Linked DNA regions of Mus musculus: region 2 is linked to region 1. A link is a contact called in public promoter capture Hi-C data. All regions are on one chromosome and are shown on one strand. Each heading gives the region's core, a stretch centred on a gene start, on an enhancer-like site or on the middle of the called end of the contact. The rest is flanking DNA. Distances are from core to core; before and after follow the strand shown. Region 1 holds the start of Nup85 (nucleoporin 85). Region 2 holds the start of Trim65 (tripartite motif-containing 65).

What was found. Promoter capture Hi-C pulls out the DNA fragments that hold promoters and counts their contacts.
Region 2: a contact with region 1 is called in a promoter capture Hi-C map of pre-B cells, with 3 times the contacts expected there. The contact joins the promoter of Trim65 here to the promoter of Nup85 in region 1. A contact is called at or near these places in 5 of 39 promoter capture datasets (the C10 cell line, erythroid cells, liver and 1 more) and 1 of 9 other capture datasets (pancreatic islet).

The regions. Positions count from the first base shown.
Region 1 is chr11:115,562,158-115,568,519 of GRCm38.p6, reverse strand. Nup85 (nucleoporin 85) reads right to left here and starts at 4,076. Exons shown (of 19, transcript NM_001002929.4): 1 at 3,958-4,076; 2 at 3,273-3,366; 3 at 1,757-1,919; 4 at 87-157. The coding sequence starts at 3,990.
Region 2 is chr11:116,129,471-116,135,461 of GRCm38.p6, reverse strand. Trim65 (tripartite motif-containing 65) reads left to right here and starts at 4,334. Exons shown (of 6, transcript NM_178802.4): 1 at 4,334-4,876. The coding sequence starts at 4,457. It overlaps Mrpl38 (mitochondrial ribosomal protein L38), which reads left to right. Exons shown (of 9, transcript NM_024177.3): 3 at 137-271; 4 at 346-554; 5 at 957-1,029; 6 at 1,161-1,206; 7 at 2,561-2,719; 8 at 2,906-3,042; 9 at 3,332-3,645. The coding sequence ends at 3,468.

The DNA.
Region 1 (6,362 bases), core at 2,827-5,326:
ATTATGAACTGCACAGCAGCCTCCTTAAAGGCCTCTGGAGAAAACAGCACCAGATAACGTACTTCAAACACACACAGGGTCCTTACTTGCAACCTGATGCATTTCTTCCATACAGGCCCGTATGACTGAACGGTAATTTTTACTCACTCGAACCAATCTACAAAAAAAATGAAATGACATACAAGATGACATGGAACCGTATCTTGATGCTAGAAAGAGAGAAATCAAAAGACAGGAGACGGGCTGCAACATCAATTCCAGGAGCTCTGAGTGCTCTGGCCTCCAGTACATATAAACTCATGTGGTCACACCATACCACACAACAAACAAACAGCTTTGTCACAGTGGTTTTAAAGTGCGTACTACTGTTGGAAAGGACCAGAGTTCAGTACCCAGCACCCTTATCAGATGGCTCACAACTGGCTGCAATTCTGGTTCTAAGAAACCCAATGTCATCTTCTGATTCCCACAGGTACCTGCACCAATATGCACCTACACATACATGGTTAAAATAAGTCTGGACTGCAAAGACGGCTCAGGTTAAAAGCACTACTGTTGTAATCAAGCCTGTGGCGTATTTTCTCAGTTGATAACTGATATGGGAGGTGCCATCCGAAGCTGGCGGTCCTGGCTGCTGTAAGAAAGCAGACCGAGGGGCTGCAGAGATGGCTCAGTGGTTAAGAGCTCTGACTGTTTTTCCAGAGGTCCTGAGTTCAATTCCCAGCATCCACGTGGTGGCTCAAAACCATCTGTAATGGGATCTGATGCACTCTTCTGGTGTGTCTGAAGAAATAAATCTTTTTAAAAAAAAAACAAGAAAGAAAGAAAGCAGACTGAGCAAGCCACGACAGTATGGCAGTGTGCAGGGCTCCTCCACGGCTTCTGCATCAATTTCTGCTAAAATTCAGTGCTCGATGCTCCAAGCACTGAATTACCACAAGCCTGGTAATCGTGTCTGTAACCCTGAGCTTGAGAAGTAGAGGCAAGAGGACCAGAAACTCAAGGATACACACGTATTTGAGCACATACATAGCCTGGGCTACACAAGTCAGCAGAGTGCATGCCAGGTGTATGAAACCCAGTTTCACCCTCATCTACTTACTGAGCTCAAGGAACGAGCACAACAACAACAACAAAAAAGAGTGAATAATAGGAAAGAAAAAAAACAAACCGTAGCCTGGAGGGCTGGCCCAGTATCACGGCTCAGCAGCTGGGCACTCAAAGGCAGCTCGAGCTCCGCCACCCCAAAAGGAAGCAAAAAAACCAAATCCTGATTCCTTGTCAAAAACACAAGCTTGAGAAGCAAGTCTTTCTTTTCCATTTGCCTTGTCTGCTGACGCCTGTATTTCTTTCATATTAAGACAGGGTCTCGCTTCTGCAGCTCTGGGCGGCCTGGAACTCACTCTGCTGACTACCAGCTCTTAAAGATCTGTCAGCCTCGTTTTTAACTCTTTCAAGAGTGAGATCTAATTCAAGGGCTTCTCTGTCTGAGTCTTCCTTTCACCATATTTATATTATTTTTATTTTGGTCGGTGGTGGTGTTCAAGGGACACATACAAATGAAGTAGGAATCCAAAAGGAAGAGTTGATACATATATATCAAGCCAGTAAGTCTTCCAACAGCATTTACACAATGCACAACTACACCCTAAGAAGATACACAGGAGAACAGGAACCCCGAGGTGCCCCGGCACTCACAAGGATAAGGACGCCTCCCTCTCACGACTTCACTGCAGCCTCAGCACCCACCACTTACTGAGCTTTCCTGGACTTCCCCGACAGTTCTTCCTCAATTTTTTGCAGGCCAACAAAGATTCCATGGGATTCATTGAAGAGTTTTCTCAAAATTTGAGAGTAAACATCCACATCTTTCCGTATGATGTAGATAAAAGGGCAGCTCGGCACCTTCTCTGATTTGCCTGTAACAAAACAGGAAAAAAAGTAACTCAACATCTACCATTTTCCCCAAAAGAGAAAAACATCCCAGTACTTCTAATTCTCTAATTACAAAGCCCGGCTGAGCCTGGGGCACATGTCCACTTTCTCCACCGGTGGGAATGAGACGGGAGGATTAAAACTCAAGGGAAGACTAGTGCACACAGTCGGCCAAGCAAACCAGGTTTACGCCAAAAGAAAAAAAGATTTGTCTTCATCTGGTCTGTGTAGGCTGAGATTACAATACAAGCAGGCAGCACAACACAGACTTCTTTTTTGGTGATATTGATGATCTAATTAAGGACACTGCCCATGCTAAAGAAGTTATCACTGAGCCACTGAGTGATAGCCTACATCCTTGGTTTTTGAGAATGGGTCTGGCAACATATCCCAGGCAGCTGGGGACTCTCTATTCCCCCCGCCAACTCTTCTGCACAGTAGAAAATCTAAGGTTGCAAGCGAGCGTTGCCTGAACCCAGGACTTTGCCTTCAGCTGAGGCAGTCTAACTCACTTCTTTGGGCTTGTTTTTGTTGGGTTTCTCAAGACAAGATTTCTCTGTGTAGCCCTGGTTGACCTAAAACTCATTCTGTAGATCAGGCAGGCTGTGAACTCACAGAACCACCTGCCTCTCTGTCTCCTGAGTGCTGGGATTAAAAGGTGCGTATCTCCACACCTGGGCTATATGGGTCGTTTCTAAAGGTTAATTATAGGAAGGGGGCTGAAGAGATGGTTTGGCGTCTAAGACAACTGGCTGAAATTTCCTGCCTTTAATCCTAACACTCAGGAAAAAAGAGCAAGTAATTTCTGAGTTCAAAGCCAGCTTGGTCTAAACCAAGTACCAGGACAGCCAGGCTACACGGAGAAACCATCTCAAAAAACCAAAACCAAACAAGAAGTACACAGGCAGCTCTTCCAGAAGACCTAAGTTCAACTCCCAACACCCCATATGGCAACTCACATAAATATAGAGTTCTAGTTCCTAGAATCCAATGATCTCATTTGGCCTCTGCGGCACCAAGCACGGAGTGGTGCACAGTTATGCACGTAGACAAAATGCCCATACACAGACTATAAAATTTAAAAATTACTTAATGTCAAGTGTTGAACCACACACCTCAAGTCCCAGCACTCTGGAAGTCGAGGGAAGAAGATGTAGAATTCAAACCTACACAAAGATTGCACAAAGACAAGCCCACTAGGACTACATAGGGGCAACTTGTCTCAAAATAGCAAAAAAACAAAGTTTCAAAAATAAAAATATTGCCAAATAACTCCAGTTTCCTGCCTCAGAGAGTCAACCAATGTGCCAAGACAGATGTGAAAAAGAACTGCCTACCTGTTTGGTTGAAGGAAGTTTCACACAGAAGCATCTCGCCGGGGCCCCAGTCAAAACACATTTGCTTCTTCTTGGAATTCACACCTGGAATCCACTAGTAAGACATAAGGAGGCACAGGAGCTGTTAGCCCTACAACTGTCCATTCAACTTCCAAGTGTAACTGCGAACACCATACACCAGGCGAACAGCCTAGGTCGTATCCAATGATGCTGTGCACATATTCAGACATATACACACTTAAAAAAACATTTTCTAGGTGCAAGAGGAATAGAATACAACGCGACAGAAACTAGTCTATTGTCTCCCGTGAGAACAAATTATGCATTTATTAAGCCTCGGACTAGGACAGCAGGACAGGGAAAGGCCAACTCATCCCTTGGAGTGACCATGTGGGGCTTACACCAATCTCATTCTAACGCCCAAGGGGGGAAAACTAGAGAAGCAGAAAGGTTATAAAAACAAGGGTGATGCAGTGGGGTTTCCGCGAGCCGGCCAGTATTCACAGGACCTAGGGACCACTATTGCCATAACCTAGTTCCCAGTTAACCTGACATTCGGGATGGTGGCAACTGTGTCCAGGGAAGAAGCGTGCGTCCCGCATGTAGGGAGGCAGCCTGAAATGACCAAAGAAACGTAACCCTCACAGTGCAACAAGCCAAGCCACTCCACTCCGATCGCCCTTACAGTTACTGCGGGCTCGCAGTCGAGCTCCTCCATAGCGCCGTGCCCCCCGCGGCTGGGACCCTGCCGCGCGGCCGCTTCTCTGCGCTCAGGCCTCCCGCTCACAGACAGCTGCCAAAGAGGACCCCCTCCAGGGCGGCTTGCGCAGCGCCTGCAGACCTTAGCGCAACAGATCCCTTCGTCTTAGCCAAACACAGCCCCTTGAAGCCTTTCACACATGTTCCACTATTCTAACCTATACAACACATCATGAAAACGGCTCTAGGGCCCACGGGTCCTCAAGGAATGTTCCCAGTAGATCAGGCGGCGCCACAGACAGTCCCACACTAGGTGAGGGAAAGGTCCCCGGAGATGGCGGGAGAGGCGGTGGCTGGGAGGGTGTGCGCATGCGCAGAAGCGTGCTGGCGCATCTATTTCGATTGGAGAGCTACTCCGTCTCTGTAATCCTACTTTATCTCTTAGCGGTAGTTGTGATCCCTCCCTCCTGGTCTGTTATTAGAATATTCTCAGTCCCTTTTCCGAACTCCGACCAGTATAATGCGCTTATTTTGGAATTAGTCTCGGACACATGACATCCGTAAACAACGGGACTTCAATCTTTTATGTACTGGCAACTTTTCTTTCTTTAGGATTATTCTGAACTATTTCTACCTTAAATTGGTGGTCATACATGACTTGGAAGTAGGGCATAGTAACATAAGCCGGAAGATGCAGCACTTGGGAAGTAGAGACTGAAAAATCGGGAGTTCAGAACCAGCCTTAGCTACATGGCAAGGTTGAGCTCGCATCGGGGCTAACTGAGACCCAGACTCAAAAACCAAACTCCCACAAACTTTAAGGAAATAAAGGAAAACCTTTCTGTCAAATTTTTATCCAAATCCTAATCATCAGTGATTTAGGGAGCTAGAGTGTTGGCTCAGTGGTTAAGAGCATACGCTGTTCTTCCCGGGGAACCTGGATCAATTCAAAGCACTCACATACATGTGGAACAGTCCCAGGCAATCTGATGCCCTCTTCTGGCCTCTGTGGAACCAGGCACACACATGTAGTACACAGACATACACAAAACACCAGTATATATACAATAAAATAAATTTTATAATTAACTTTTTAAAAAAGATTGCATGTATGTGAGTAAACTGTCACTGTCTTCAGACACACCAGAAGAGGTCATCAAATCCCATTACAGATGGTTGGGAGCCACCATGTGGTTGCTGGGAATTGAACTCAGGACCTCTGGAAGAGCAGTCAGTGCTCTTAACTGCTGAGCCATCTCACCAGCCCTTAGTCTGTCTGTCTTTATTTTTTTGTTTGTTTGTTGGTTGGGTTTTTTTTTTTCTGTTTTGTGTGTGTGTGTGTGTGTGTGTGTGTGTGTGTGTGTTTGTTTTTCGATACAGGGTTTCTCTGTATAGCCCTATGCCTCCCTAGTGCTGGGTTTAAAGGCGTGTGCCACCACACCCGGCAAGCCCTTAGTTTTTCAAGACAGGGTTTCTCTTTGTAGCTTTGGCTGTCTTTGAACCTAATCTGTAGACCAAGCTGGCCTCAAAGTCAGAGATCTGTCTGCCTCTGCCTCTGGAGTGCTGGGGTTACAGACCTGTGCTACCACCACCCAGTGACAATATTTATTTATTTATTAAAATTATTTATTTTAGGTATGTGAGTACACTGTCTTGAGAACACCAGAAGAGGGCATCAAATTCCTTTACAGATTATTATGAGCCACCATGTGGTTGCTGGGAATTGAACTCAGGACATCTAGAAGAGCAGTCAGTGCTTCTAACTGGTGAGCCATCTCTCCAGCCCCCTTGTTTTTATTTTTCTGTCCGTTGGTTTTTCCTACATGATGTCTGTGTGAGGATGTCAGAAGCCATGGATCTGGAGTTACAGACAGTTGTGAGCTGCCATATGAGTGCTGATGATTGAACCCTGGCCCTTTAGAAGAACAGCCAGTACTCATATGTGTTGAGCTATCTCTCTAGCCTCAAATATGTTTTTTTTATTTTATGTATATGAGTACACTGTAACTATCTTCAGACATACCAAAAGACAGCATCAGGTCCAATTACAGGTGGTTGTGAGCCACCATGTGGTTGCTGGGAATAGAACTCAATTCTCTGAAAGAATAGTCAATGCTCTTAACCACTAAGCTATCTCTCCAGCCCTACCAACAATTTTTTTTTACTGTTTTAACAATTCTTTTTTTATTATTAGATATTTTCTTCATTTACATTTCCAAAGCTATCCCAAACCTCCCCCACACACACCCACTCCCACTTCTTGGCCCTGGCGTTCCCCTGTACTGAGGCATATAAAGTTTGCAAGACCAAGGGGCTTCTCTTTCCAATGATGGCCAACTAGGACATCTTCTGATACATATGCAGCTAGAGACACAAGCTCTGAGGAGTACT
Region 2 (5,991 bases), core at 3,085-5,584, 570 kb before region 1:
TGAAGGGCGTTGGAGCAAAACACTTCAATCTCTTGCTTACACACACACGGACATTTACAACCACACACACACTTAAGGACTCAAATTTAAAGAGAAGATTGGGCTCTGCTTATCCCAACATGTCTTACTTCTCTAGATCCCAAAGACAAAATTGACATTGGGCTACCCCCACCCAGAGTCAGTCGGACCCAAAAGCTACTGGAGCGGAAGCACTTTCTGCGGGAACTTCGTGCCAATGTGGAAGAAGAACGGGCAGCCCGCCTCCGCACGGGTGAGCCTCCCAGAGGAGGGGACCCCGGCGCACCCTCTCCACACTGTATCCAAACGATGCTGTTCCCCCCCCAGCTAGCATCCCACTGGAGGCAGTGCGGGCAGAGTGGGAGAGGACGTGTGGGCCCTACCACAAGCAGCGTCTGGCTGAGTACTATGGCCTCTACCGAGACCTGTTCCACGGTGCCACTTTTGTGCCCTGGGTCCCTCTACACGTGGCTTACGCCGTGGGAGAAGAGGACCTGATCCCGGTGTATCATGGCAATGAAGTGACTCCGACCGAGGTACTGCTCCCGTGCCTGTCTCCCAGCTTTGTGAATACATGGGCACAGCTATCATGGCGGCTTCACAGGGTCTAGGTTTGAAGTTTTGTTACTGTCTGTGACTGCCTAGAAATCACGACCATGAACGTTTCAGAAACAGGACAGAGAAGAGCCATCGGTGCCACTGTCGTGACCTCCCTGACCATGCCTCTTGGCACATGGCCTTTATAGTTCAGCTCTCAGGACAGCAGCTCGGCAGGCTTTACAGACATCTCTCTCCCTGTCACTTGTGAGGAGCTCTCAGGGGTCCTGGTTTGAGCTGGGGTGCACACTCCTTTCTCCAGGACCCCTGCACGCTCCAGCCCTCTACAGAGAAACTGCACCCTGGCGAGGGTGAGCACTGCCTTGATCTCTCCCTGTTAGGCTTCCCGGGCCCCAGAGGTGACCTATGAGGCAGACAAGGATTCCTTGTGGACACTGCTATTCATCAACTTGGGTAGGTGTATGGGGGTCACTGGCCTCTGGCCTCCCGCTTCTCCCTCCCCTGAGCCAAGAACTCGTGGCTCTGGGCAGGGTGGCGTGTTTCAGCTCTGGTTCCTCTAAAAGGCTATCTCTGTTTCTGTGCAGACGGACACCTGCTGGAGCCGGACGCTGAGTATGTTCACTGGCTGCTGTGAGTATCTGCGTGGGAAGCCAGCTAGGGGATTCCGGCAGGTCCTGGGAATGTCAGGTCCTGGGAATATTCAATTCAAGAATATACTTAACCCAAGTACAGGAGAAAGCGGCAGAAGCCAGGTGTGGTGTTGCGTGCCTTGACTCCTAGTGCCCTGGAGGCGAGTTTGAAATTACAAATGGGACCTAGTGTATTTAAAAAAAAAAAAAAAAAAGGTGCAGGTAGCCCTGGCCAGTCCTCTTCATTGCTCTGGGATAGTTTCTGTCCTGTGAACCTGGAGGTGTTGCTGAACGCTTTACCTGTGGGTAAACAGTGCGTGCGTGCGTGCGTGCGTGCACATGCTGTGACAGGCAGTGGAGAAAAGGACCAGGAGCAGCTCATGGTGGCACCAGCATCTCCAGACACTGGGCCCGTGGGTGTTGCTGCCCTGAGCAGTCCTTGTTGGCTTCAGCTCCAAGCACAGGCTAGGGGGCAGAGGACACACGGGTGCCCTGAGCTTTGTGATCCCCCTGTAACTGAATCTAGTACCTGGGAAGCTGGCTTCTGCCTTCCCCCTACCCCCTCAACTACAGCAACCAACATATTTAGCAGGGTTCTCGGGGGTCGTGGCAGGTTAGAGGGTACAGTAACTACTGGAGCTTCAGGCCCTACAGCATGGAGAGAAAAGCAGCCCAAAGGAGGTGTGGCTTCCTGACCTAAATGATGGGCAGACATCTGCTTACCATGTGGAGTGAGCCAGCTGCTCCTCCAGCCACAACGGGGTTTTGTTTTTTAACAAATGCCAGTAAATTGCAGAGGATCCCAAACCCAGTCTCTTATTTTTTTTTAGATTTAATTTTATTATATCAGGTAGGTGGTAATGGTACATGCCTTTAGTCCTAGCACTGGGGAGTTAAGAGACAGGCAGACAATTCTCTATGAGTTTGAAGTCAGCCTGGTCTTCAGAGTGAGTTCCAAGACAGCCAAGGCTACACAGAGAAACCCTGTCTCGAAAAATAAGACAAATATTTCATGTGTTTAAGCGTTTTACATGTGCACCACCTGCATGCCTGTGCCCTGGGAATTGCAGGTGGTTGTGAGCACCACCTGCAGGTTGTGCTGGCAATGGAACCTTGAGTCCCCTGAAAAGTCGTCAGTTCTCTTAGCCACCAAGCCATTTCCCACCCCTCTCAGGTTTCTGAACTACAACTGCCCCATAATCTGTTTGCAGCATGTCCCTGAGGTCGGCTTGTGGTCATCGAATGCAGGAGTGTTCAGGGTCTGGCCCTGGGAGTGACTGCTTCTGGGGCGCAACATTGGGGTTCCCCTGCCACCTTGTTGGCATGGCAACTAATGGGTATTTTCCTCCTACCAGAACCAACATCCCAAGCAACAGAGTGGCTGAAGGACAGGAGACATGTCCCTACCTCCCTCCTTTCCCTGCTCGAGGCTCTGGCTTCCACCGCTTTGCCTTCTTGCTCTTCAAGCAGGACAAGCCAATCAACTTCTCAGAGGACACCCGTCCCTCACCCTGGTAAGCGACACCCCTGTTTGTCCCCTGAGCCTCAAGCCAGCTCTCTGGGATGGTGGCTCTTGCTCTTTCCTGCTCTTGGTGTAGGTCTTGCGCTTGGCAGCAGTCCCGCGTGCTGGGTGCACTCCAGGGGTTTCCCAGGATTGCCTGCCTGCTCCCTCCCCTCACATGCTGCCCATCTCCTCATAGCTACCAGCTGGCCCAGAGGACCTTCCGCACTTTTGATTTCTACAAGAGACACCAGGAAGCCATGACTCCAGCCGGTCTGGCTTTTTTCCAGTGCCGCTGGGATGACTCTGTCACCCACACCTTCCACCAGCTTCTAGGTAAGGGCTTAGTGGTCAGGCAGGCCTGGGGATAAAGACCTTTCCTGCCATGCCAGGAGATGGCCTTTGAAAGCCAGGGTGAGCCGGGCGGTGGTGGCGCATGCCTTTAATCCCAGCACTCGGGAGGCAGAGGCAGGCGGATTTCTGAGTTCCAGGACAGCCAGGGATACACAGAGAAACCCTGTCTCGAAAAACCCAAAAAAGTCCCTGGCAGAACTCCAGCCTCACAGGCAAGGAAGGAGGCCCAGGTCAGCAGAAGTCCACCACTCTCCCCTTACTTTTCTTGCAGACATGCGGGAACCTGTGTTTGAATTTGTACGGCCACCCCCTTACCACCCCAAACAGAAGCGCTTCCCCCACGAGCAGCCCCTACGCTATCTGGACCGATACAGGGACAGTCATGAGCCCACCTATGGAATCTACTGAGAGACTCAGTACATTCATCTCCGAGGGGGAACTGTCGCAGCAGCTGGAAGGTCACACCTCCGGAGAGAGCCATCTGAAGCCAACTGAGACAGTCCCATGCTGGCCTCTCCCAGGACACCCAGGGGCTTGTGGATGTGCCTCGATTCTATGTGAATAAAATACTTTTTTCCTGATGCCAATATGTCTTCACTTTCGGGCACCCAGACCCTTTTAGTGAAGCTTTAGTGCTCTGTGGGTGAGCAGAAGGTGCCCAGCAGCCCGGTAGCTGGGGGTACACATGAAAAGTGAACCTTTGCCCAGCCTGTGATCTTTGTGAAAGACAGCCCCGGGATCAGAACCTCCTCGAGGAGAAAGTCCTGCCCCTGTCAGACCTAGCAACAGATTGCTTGTTACCTTAGCATATTTCAGCCCCCACCAAGGCCTGGAGCCCCCACTGTGAGGCTAGAGGCCTAGAAACAAATCAGTTCTGCCTACTCCATTAGGAGTGATCTCTGATTCATACTGCCTTTGGGGACCCTGGAACTCCCATCTGCTCTGCTCAGCTGTAGAGGAGATGACAGTAGCCTGTCTTAGGGTTTTACTGCTGTGAACAGACACCATGCCCTGGGCCTTTAATCCCAGCACTCAGGAGGCAGAGACAGACGGATTTCTGAGTTCGAGGCCAGCCTGGTCTACAAAGTGAGTTCCAGGACAGCCAGGGCTACACAGAGAAACCCTGTCTCGAAACCCTCCCACCCACTCCTCCCCCCCAAAAAAGAGTCTAGGGAAGGAACACAAATAGTCAGGGTGGACCGGAGGGAGCCGCGCCCCAGCTCCCAGTGCGTCAGAAGGCGGGCAAGCAAGGGTGACTTGGATCCCTGCCAAGGAACGTTCTAGTGCACCAGGCTGCGCACTGCCGCGACTTCCTGGACTGTCTTCCCCAACGTAGTGCTCGCACTGGTAGCCTCGGCCCCTTTAAGAGATCTGAGCACTGGGCCTCGCTTCCGCCATGGCCGCTCAGTTGCTGGAGGAGGACGTGGTGACTTGCTCCATCTGCTTAGGTCGCTACCGGGACCCGGTGACGCTGCCCTGCGGGCACAGCTTCTGCGGGAACTGCATCCAGGATTCATGGCGTTCCTGCGAAAAGTCGTGTCCGGAATGTCGCCAGCCCTTCCCCGAGGGCGCCAAGCTGTCCCGCAACGTGAAGATGAGCACCTTGCTGCAGGCGCTGCCCGTTCTGCCGGCGCCGCCCGCCGTGACTCCGCGCCGGGACTCCGCCACAAGCCACAGCGCTCGCTGCCTGCGCCACGGGAGGCCGCTCGAGTTCTTCTGTCGCACGGAGGGCCTCTGCGTGTGCAGCGCGTGCACGGTGCACGACTGCAGCCACCACGAGCGGGCGCTGCTGGACGTGGAGCGCCGCGTGCGCGAGGTGCGGGAAGGGCCTCTCCGAGGGCCGAAACTGCTTGTGGCCAGGGCCAGGGGCTGCAGCAGGATCTGCGGGTTCCCATATGAACCCAGAGGGCACGTGCACCTGACTGCTGCACGCAGCTCTCCCCAGGTCCTCTGAATAAAGTAGAGCCAGAGTGTTAGGTCAGGGCTGGCAGCCCCATTCGCTAAGGTGGCCAGCATTCAGTAAGTGTGATTTCTGCCCTTCAGAGACTGAAGGATCTACTCAAGGGTCAGATAGAGTCTCAGCAAAACGTGAATGTAGAGTCAGCAGGGCCAGTCTGCATGGTGGTCGTGACTCTTCCTCTAGGGATGTGCAGTGCCTTTCCAAGCTGAGACAGGGTGATGATGTCATCAGATTTCTGCTTTCTGGAGTCTGAGCCCCAGCTGGGGTGTGGAGGGGGTAAGAGATGAGGGGTAAGAGGAAGGAGGTCTCAGCTGCAAAACAAAAGAAATGAGAAGTGAGTGGGAGCCCGGTGCCCAGTGGAGAGAGTAAGACGCAGGACAAGGGTTTCTTCGGGAGACCGGGCTGCTGTGTGCTGAGGTTGGGTAGAGAGTAGCTGGTTTGGGATATGCAGTGTGTGGGGTACACAGACAGGGGTGGGGGCACAGACATCTACTGAGAGCTGGGAAGAGATGCGGACAGTGAAGTGAAAGAAGTCGCTATGGTATCCCTAGAAGGAGTGGAAATTTGTTGGGCAGGGGATTACATCCTGACAAAGCTGTAGAGATGGCGGCCAGGGCACAAGCAGTTACAGGAGGGAGAGTTCTCCAGGTGCCCCAGGCTGCTGAGAGGTTTTAGTTAAAGGCAAAAGTGACCACGGAATTGGTACCATGGTGGCCTATGTCCTTGCCCATGGCCATCACAGCCAAGAAGTGAGGCTGAGATTACCAGGGATGAGACGGAGGAGATGGAGCGAGAGGACCAGGACTGTAGTGCATGGACCGAGAGGCCGTGGACAGGGAGTGGAGGAGTGACTGGACGGGGACAGGGACAGGGACAGGGATGGGAAGGGAGGGAGCTGAGTGGCTGTGGAAGACTAGCACAGGCAGGCTGAAACCAACGAGGGAAGGAAAGCTGGGTTAAGGATACATGCT